Regions from separate parts of the Mus musculus genome. Here region 1 is linked to region 2. The links are chromatin contacts, called in public HiChIP or PLAC-seq maps. All regions are on one chromosome and are shown on one strand. The core of a region is the stretch at or near the end of the contact, and the rest is flanking DNA. Distances in the headings are between cores, read along the strand shown. Region 1 holds the start of Cct8l1 (chaperonin containing TCP1, subunit 8 (theta)-like 1). Region 2 overlaps Kmt2c (lysine (K)-specific methyltransferase 2C).

Evidence for each region. HiChIP or PLAC-seq counts read pairs in DNA pulled down with a chosen protein or histone mark.
Region 1: an H3K27ac HiChIP or PLAC-seq map of embryonic stem cells shows a contact between it and region 2, with 10 read pairs. The contact joins the promoter of Cct8l1 here to the enhancer-like site in region 2. A contact is called at or near these places in 10 of 39 promoter capture datasets (cranial neural crest, embryonic stem cells, epiblast stem cells and 4 more), 1 of 15 datasets of contacts at CTCF or cohesin (the NIH/3T3 cell line), 26 of 484 Hi-C or Micro-C datasets (the G1E-ER4 cell line, Sertoli cells, cerebellum and 12 more), 15 of 115 datasets of contacts at active chromatin or transcription factors (the SCID.adh cell line, bone marrow-derived macrophages, embryonic stem cells and 3 more) and 4 of 9 other capture datasets (adipose tissue, embryonic stem cells, liver and 1 more).

The regions. Positions count from the first base shown.
Region 1 is chr5:25,514,714-25,518,124 of GRCm38.p6, reverse strand. It overlaps Cct8l1 (chaperonin containing TCP1, subunit 8 (theta)-like 1), which reads right to left and starts at 2,058. Exons shown (of 1, transcript NM_198621.2): 1 at 98-2,058. The coding sequence starts at 1,836. The coding sequence ends at 148.
Region 2 is chr5:25,464,900-25,468,798 of GRCm38.p6, reverse strand. The region is part of intron 1 of Kmt2c (lysine (K)-specific methyltransferase 2C); the gene reads left to right. Among named protein-coding and RNA genes, the nearest start is that of Kmt2c, 32 kb to the left of the region's middle. Within about 2 kb of position 2,553, at least 3 of the 459 cell types and tissues checked have an H3K27ac peak or open chromatin away from gene starts, as enhancers often do. A contact at or near this core is called in embryonic stem cells, where this site is marked.

The DNA of each region.
Region 1 (3,411 bases), core at 809-3,308, 50 kb before region 2:
CCAAAGGAAGGAAGGAAGGAAGGAAGGAAGGAAGGAAGGAAGGAAAGAAGGGGCTTTAGAAGCCCCAGACATGAGGGACAGAAAAGGAAAACATCTGTATTTTGGAGGTCACTTTGCAATCCTGACCATTCTTTATTTAGTGTGCCGCTATACATATTTTCCAAAGAATTTTGCTCTCAGGGGTGAGGATACCTTTGCATTCAAGGTGGGGTCTGTGATCTGTCTGTACAAAGGAGTCTTTCTGGCCACTATAATTTGGTCCACAGTCACCAGCTGCTGCACCAGCTCAGCAACTGCTTGTAACCCTTGGGCTTTGGTCCTCAGTATGTCCCATATACCTTCATGAGTCACATTTACTAAGCCGTCTGTTCCCACTCCAACGAAGAAGTTCCCAGCTTGGTGAAATCCACTCAATTCTGCCATCACGCTTTGGGCAGCTAAGCCTGCATTCTCTGCCAGGGTTTTAGGCAGAGAACTCAGGGCTTGAGCAAATGCTTGGAAGGCCAGACCGTTGGGGCCAGACAGTCGGCTTCCTTTGTCTACCAGCATTTTTGCCAGAGCCATCTCTGTGGCACCTGCTCCTGGCAGTAGTCTGGGATCTTGACACAGCTGAGAAAATGCATCAATGCCATAGTAGACAGCCTGCTCTGCAACCCGAAGTCCCTGGATGGTGGGTCCCCTAAGGACCACTGAGAGAAAAGGTGCAATCTCATGTTCCCATTCAAACATTACCACCGCAGTATCTCCAAATTCCTTCCTGTAAACCTTGTGGCACTTCCCTGGCTCCAGGGGAGGAAGGACCCGGCCGAGCAGAGGAGTGCCCAGCTTCTCACTCAGGTAGACAATCTCCTTTCGGGACTTGGCTTGAATCACCATGATGCCACAGTAGTTAGCCTGGTCCACCGATTTCTCATTAACTTCCCCCAAGACCACTGCCACGTTAATGTCCATAATGGCTAGTTGGGCTATTTCCTTTTCCACTTGTTCAGTTTGTTTCCGAAATCTTAGTAGTTCTTCCGGGTTGGAGAGACGTGGTGTGGCCAGTGTAAATGGATTTGTAGGACCAAAGGGGCAATTGAACAGGGCCACCCTAGCATCACCAAGGACCTCAGTCTTTTGTCCACACAGCTTCCCCGCTATTGCTACTCCAGGAAAAATTCGGGAATCAGTCAGTTTCCCACCCTGAAGTACGCACACGACAATACTCTCAGGCTTGAAGCTGCCATTTGGCTCCCTGCTAACCCAGCACGCTTGAGCTACAAGCTTGGTTAAATAATCTGAGTTGGACAGGGTGTGAGTACTTATCACAGAATAGAGGGCCCAGGAAGGATCTTCCAAAGGCCCTAGAGAGCGGATGGCCAGGGAAGGCAGAGCGGTCAGAACTTCTGCTGTGGCTGTGGCAAAGGCCTCCCGGAGCTGGGTTGGAGTTAGGCCAGCCCACAGAAGGTAATGGGCCTGCTCCAGCAAGGCTTCTGTCAGTAGAACAACAAAGACCGTGCCATCCCCAGCGTTCTCTACCTGGGTTTGGGCTAATTCTTGAACAAACTGGGCAGCTGGGTGCTCCAGGTCCAGAGCCTTGAGGATGGCAGCGGCATGACCTGTACAAACTGTTTCTCCCTTGGCAGTCACCAGAAACTTCTGCCGGCCAAAGGGACCATAACAAGACCGGATGATACTGGCTAGGGTCTGAGCTGCAGCTGTGGCCCTCAGTATGTATGATGGCTCTTCTCCTTGAGATTCAGGGGTTTTCTCTAGGCCTGGCTTCAGCCGCTGGGGAAGTTCTAGGTCTGATTGAACTTTGGTTTGTGTGGCCCGGGAGGGTGGGGAGACCGCCATGGGTTAGACTAACCGTTAGAAGCACTCTGGAAATGGCAGTAGGCACACCTTGGCATCTGTCTTTGATGCTGCTCCAGAAGTCAAATGCACATCACTTGCTACCTGCAGAAGCCAACCGGAAGTGGGCCTCCACTTTGCGCCCAAGGATGAAGCGCAGAGAGTTCAGTTCCAGACCCATCTCCAAAACTGAGTCTGAACAAGCGAGGCCCCTGGGACTTGACCCACAGGAGCTAAACTGTCCCTCTGATGAAGTCACAAAGTAACAAATGGAACCAGAGATAGGGAATGAAGTCACAGAGGGACCCTGATAGCAGGAATGAAACCCAACAAACCAAAATAACTTTACTGTTGAAAATTCAGAAACACTTCTAGTTCCCAACGAAGACTGTCTTTGGTGTTTTGAGGGAACTGACGTTGGGAGTGTCCTATGTAGCACCAAAAGAACAAAAGCAAAAACAAAAACAAACAAACAAACAAAACAGAAGTAACCTGCTGGAGGTTATCACCATGCCCCAACTCAAATTGTATTATAGAGCTATAGTACCAGAAATGCCATGGTGTTTGGTGATTTGGGTGGTGTACTGGGTGGTGGTGGCACTTGCCTTTAATCCCAGCATTTAGGAGACAGAGGCTGGCAGATTTCTGTGAGTTCAAGGACAGCCTGATCTATAGCCAGGGCTGTCACACAGAGAAATCCTGTCTTGAAAAATCAAAAATCAAACCAAAACCCAAAACAAAGAAAGTCCAGAACTAACAATAAAACAAGACACAATTGGCTGTGTGGTTTATCCTTGTGATCCCAGTCCCTGGAGACTGTGGGACCATCACAAACTCCATGCCAGCCTGGGCTATAGACTGAGAATGTCCATCCCAAAAGGCAAAGGAAACAGAAAGACCAACAAAATACTCCCCAAACACAGACCAAGCCTGACAGACCTAAATTCAGTCCCCAGAGGCAAGGACAAGAGAATTGCCACAAGTCTAGGGGCAGCCTGATAGCTGCATAGGAGTTCCAGGCTAGCCAGAGCTGGCAGTGAGACCCTGTCCCCACCAACAAAACAAAATAAAACAGCAAACAAAACAGCATGGCAGAATGAAGTGCACACCTCTATTCCCTGCCCTGGCGGGAAAATGCTCAAAGATTGTCTTAGGTTCCAGTCCGCCGGGGCTACACAGCAAGGCTCTATCTTACAAAACAAAACACAGAAAACGCTAAATCCAACCCTAGTCTTCACACTGGCAGCTTACAACTACTGATAGCTCAAGCTCCAGGACACCTCCGGCTTCCGTAAGCACCTGTGCTCTTTTGCATATACCCACACTTCAATACTCACGATTACAAACAAACAAACAAACAAACAATTTTTTGGGAGGAGGGTTTCTCTGTATAGCCCTGGCCGTCCTGGAACTCACTCTGTAGACCAGGCTGGCCTTGAACTCAGAAATCTGCCTGCCTCTGCCTCCGGAGTGCTGGGATTAAAGGCGTGCGCCACCACGCCTGGTACAAACAAACCACTTTTAAAGAAGCTGAGGATGGTGGCCCACATCTTTTAAAAAACTTTTTATAGCTGGGTG
Region 2 (3,899 bases), core at 1,304-3,803:
CACTAAAGTCATAGAAACAGGAGGATGAGAAATTCTGTCATCCTTAACTATAACAGTTGTTTGGAGGCCGACTGTGCCATGTGGGGCCCTGTCTAAAAGAGAAAGATTGTTATATTAAATAGTAATATTAAATATTAATATTAAACCTTTTCTTAGGCAGACAGGCAGGCAGGCAGACAATAGAATCCTGAATCACTTTTAAATTATTTACTTATTTATTTTATTATTATTGGTTTTTCTGAGACAGGGTTTCTCTGTGTAGCTCTGGCTGTCCTGGAACCCACTCTGTAGTCCAGGCTGGCCTCGAACTCAGAAATCCACCTGCCTCTGCCTCCCAACTGCTGGGATTAAAGACCTGCGCCACCACAGCCTGGCCCTGAATCACTTTTATTTGCTATGCTTTAATGGTAACAGTAACAAAAAGTCATTTAGGTGTCAAACATATTAAATACTTTTATACTTGTTTGTATCTATTGGGTTTTGTATGTGGTGTGGGCATGCATTTAAGTGTTGCCAGTGTACACATGCATTCATGTAGAAGCTAGAGCAGGATGTTACCTTCTTCAGTGGCTGTACATCTTATTTTCTTGTCACAAGGTCTCTCACTGAACTAGAAGTAATATGTCCTTTTTGGCTAGGCTGGATGGCCACTGCCCTCTCAGGATCCACCTACCAGCCATTTTGGGGTATGGCGTGTGGAGCCATACTTGACTTTTACGTGGATGTTGGGAATTTATACTCAGGCCATTAGGCTTTAAGGAGCAAGCACTCATAACCCATCTTAAGCCATCTCTCTAGCCCCTCTTTTATCCTTTGTGGAAAGTTTGAGACACACACATGTGTAGTTTTTTGGTTATATTTATAAGTAGAAAAGTGCCCTTGTGACTGAAAGGCAGGCATAGGTGATTGGCTGCTTGTGGATAAAGTGTAAACCTGTTCTCCCTGTGAACAGTTGCCCTCATTTGTTTACAGATATTGATTAAACAAACAAACAAGCCCTCAGAATTAAATAATTACAGTGTGTTTTTCAATGTTTTTTTAAAAAAAAATTTTTATTGCCACTAATAGAATATTGCTCTTCAGCAGGGATGAAGAGATGGCTCATTTGTTGCTCTTGTAGTGGACCTAGGTTTCATTCCCAGCACCCATATGGTACCTAACAACCAATTGTGTTTTAGGAAATATGATGTCATTGTCTGATCTCCAAAGACACCAGGCACACACATGGTGCACGTGCATATATTCCAGGCAAAACACTCATCTATAAATATGTAAAATAAATAAATAGAAACAATATCTTAGCACATGCTGCTGTATAGCCATTCTCCAGTTGTTATCTACAAAAACTGCTTTATATATCAGGAAAAAACAAAAGAAAAAGCTGAACATAACTAAGAAAGCAGAAAATTCTTTAAAATTTCCTTATTAGTTTTTTTGTTTCTGTGTGTTTTTGAGACAGGGCCTCTTTATATAGTTCTGGCACCCACTATTTAGAACTCACAGAGGTCCTTTTGTCTCTGCCTCCCAATTTAATCCCTCTGTTGGGATTAAAGATGTGGCTCACCATTTATATTTGACAGTGCTGATAAGAACATATTCTCAACTATACTCCTTAATTTCATTTTTGAGTTAACTAACTGTTAAAAGTTGGAGGATAATTTTAACATTTTTATGTACTATTCATAGGAGAGTCAAATAATATGATTTTTTTTGTTTTTTGTTTTGGGGGGGGGGCAGGGGAGGCAGGATTTCTCTGTGTAGCCCTGGCTGCCCTGGAACTAGCTCTGTAGATCAGGCTGGCCTCACCACCTACCACCACCATCCGGCTGATATATATAGTGATTCACTCTTTTGGGGGTGATATGTGTTATCCCTAAAAGCTTCAAGTTCCTTTGAGGGAGCCTTTTATTATTTATTCATTCACTTACTTATATGAGAGTCTCTTGTTGCTGAAGCTAGCCTAAAATATTGTCAAAAATGATCAGGAACTCCTGCTTTGAGGGCTCTACCCTCTAAATGATACTCTTTATAGGTTTACTGTATAACTTTTGTCTTACCTTGTTAAATTGAAATTTCTTAACATTGTCTAGATGTTCTTTTTTGTTTGTAAGATAAGGTTTTATGTTGTGCTGGTACTTAACTGTGTACTTTGGGTGGCAGCTCCTTTCTCTCAGCCTTCTGAGTATCATGATTATGCTACATCCTATGATACCCAGCCTCCTCCTTTGCTTCCTTTTTTTTTTTTTTTTTTTGAGACAGTCTCAAAACTTTTAAACAATTTTTTTTTCTTTTTCTTGATTTGATTTGATTTGTTTTGTTTTGTTTTTCAAGACAGGGTTTCTCTGTATAGCCCTGGCTGTCCTGGCTCTGTCGACCAGACTGGCCTCAAACTCAGAAATCCTCCTGCCTCTGCCTCCTGAGAGCTGGGATTAAAGGCGTGGGCCACCACGCCCAGCTTTGATTTTTCTTTTGTTGTTGAAATGGTCTGTTATTTAAAAAAGGTAAATGAATGTTTGATTGTCTTTTGAGACAGTCTCACTATGTTGGCCTGACTGACTCTTCCTGTGTAGGCCAGGCTTGTTTTAAATTCACAGAACTGTACCTGCCTCTGACTCGAGTGCAGTGCACCATGCTAGCATTTTTGATCTGCTACTTATATCAGATAATTTTCTTTCAGCACCTACAATCAAAAATAAATAACTTTTAGAGATTTAGTTATCCACCATTTCAGAACGTTAGGCCATAAAAATGACAACAGCAGGCTTAGAAATTCTCAATGTTTAGGAAATGGGCTGAGGGTGGAAAGTCAGTGGTACAGTGCTTTTCTCATTTGAGGAAGCCCTAGGCTCCATGCTTGGACCATAAACAGTACAAACAATCAAAAATTGAGTACCTACCATATTGGACTTTTTGCTTGTTTGTGTGTTTGTTTGTTTACAACACATAGGAGATAAGGGACAGTATCGCAAAAGAGTTATAAATAAAATATATCCTGTTAAAATATTCAAAGAGCTTAGAGATAAATCTAAAACGCCTATACCCCATACCTATTCTGTTTGTGTTTACACAAGAATACTAATACTCATTCTACTCTAACTTGATAATGTAGCATATATTAACTTTTTTACTTCCTTTTGTATGTCACAGTTATTTGAGCATCTTTCCATTTTTAGCTCATATATGTCTATCTTAGTTACTGTTCCATTGCTGTAATAAAATACCCTGACTAAATCAGTTTAATGGAGAAAGTACTTATTTTAGTGTATAATATTTTACATCTTGGTGGGGAAATCAAGGCAGGAGACTGAAGCATCCTGTCATTTATTATCCACAATCAGGAAACAGAGATGGATAAACCTGTTCAGTTTTACTCTCTATACTTTAGACTAGAGTCCAGGATCCCTTATCTAGGGAACGGTATCACCCACAATGGGCAAGTCTTTCTACGTCAGTTAACACAATCACTGGCATAACCCCTCATTCGTATTCCTAGAAGCCCATCTCTTCAGTGATTCTAGAGTCTGTCAAGTTGATAACAGTTAACACTAACCATCAAAACATCTCTCATGTCTCTCAGAATGTATCCAGGTGGGGCTGTGGAGAAATGGCTCATGGTTTACTCACTGCTATCCCAAAGAACCCAGGTTTGATTCCCAGCATCCACATGACAACTCATAACTGTAACTTCTGTTCCAGTAGAATAAGACAAGGCTGTCTCCTGGTATCTGCAGGCAGTGCACATACATTGTGCACACGCAGGCAAAACACCAGTACATGTAAAAAAATTTGATCAAGGGTACAAAATTGAATCTCACTTAAGCTAATGATTATGCTATTTTATTTAGTAAATTAAAAAATTGTCGTGTGTGTGTGTGTGTGTGTGTGTGTGTGTGTAGTGG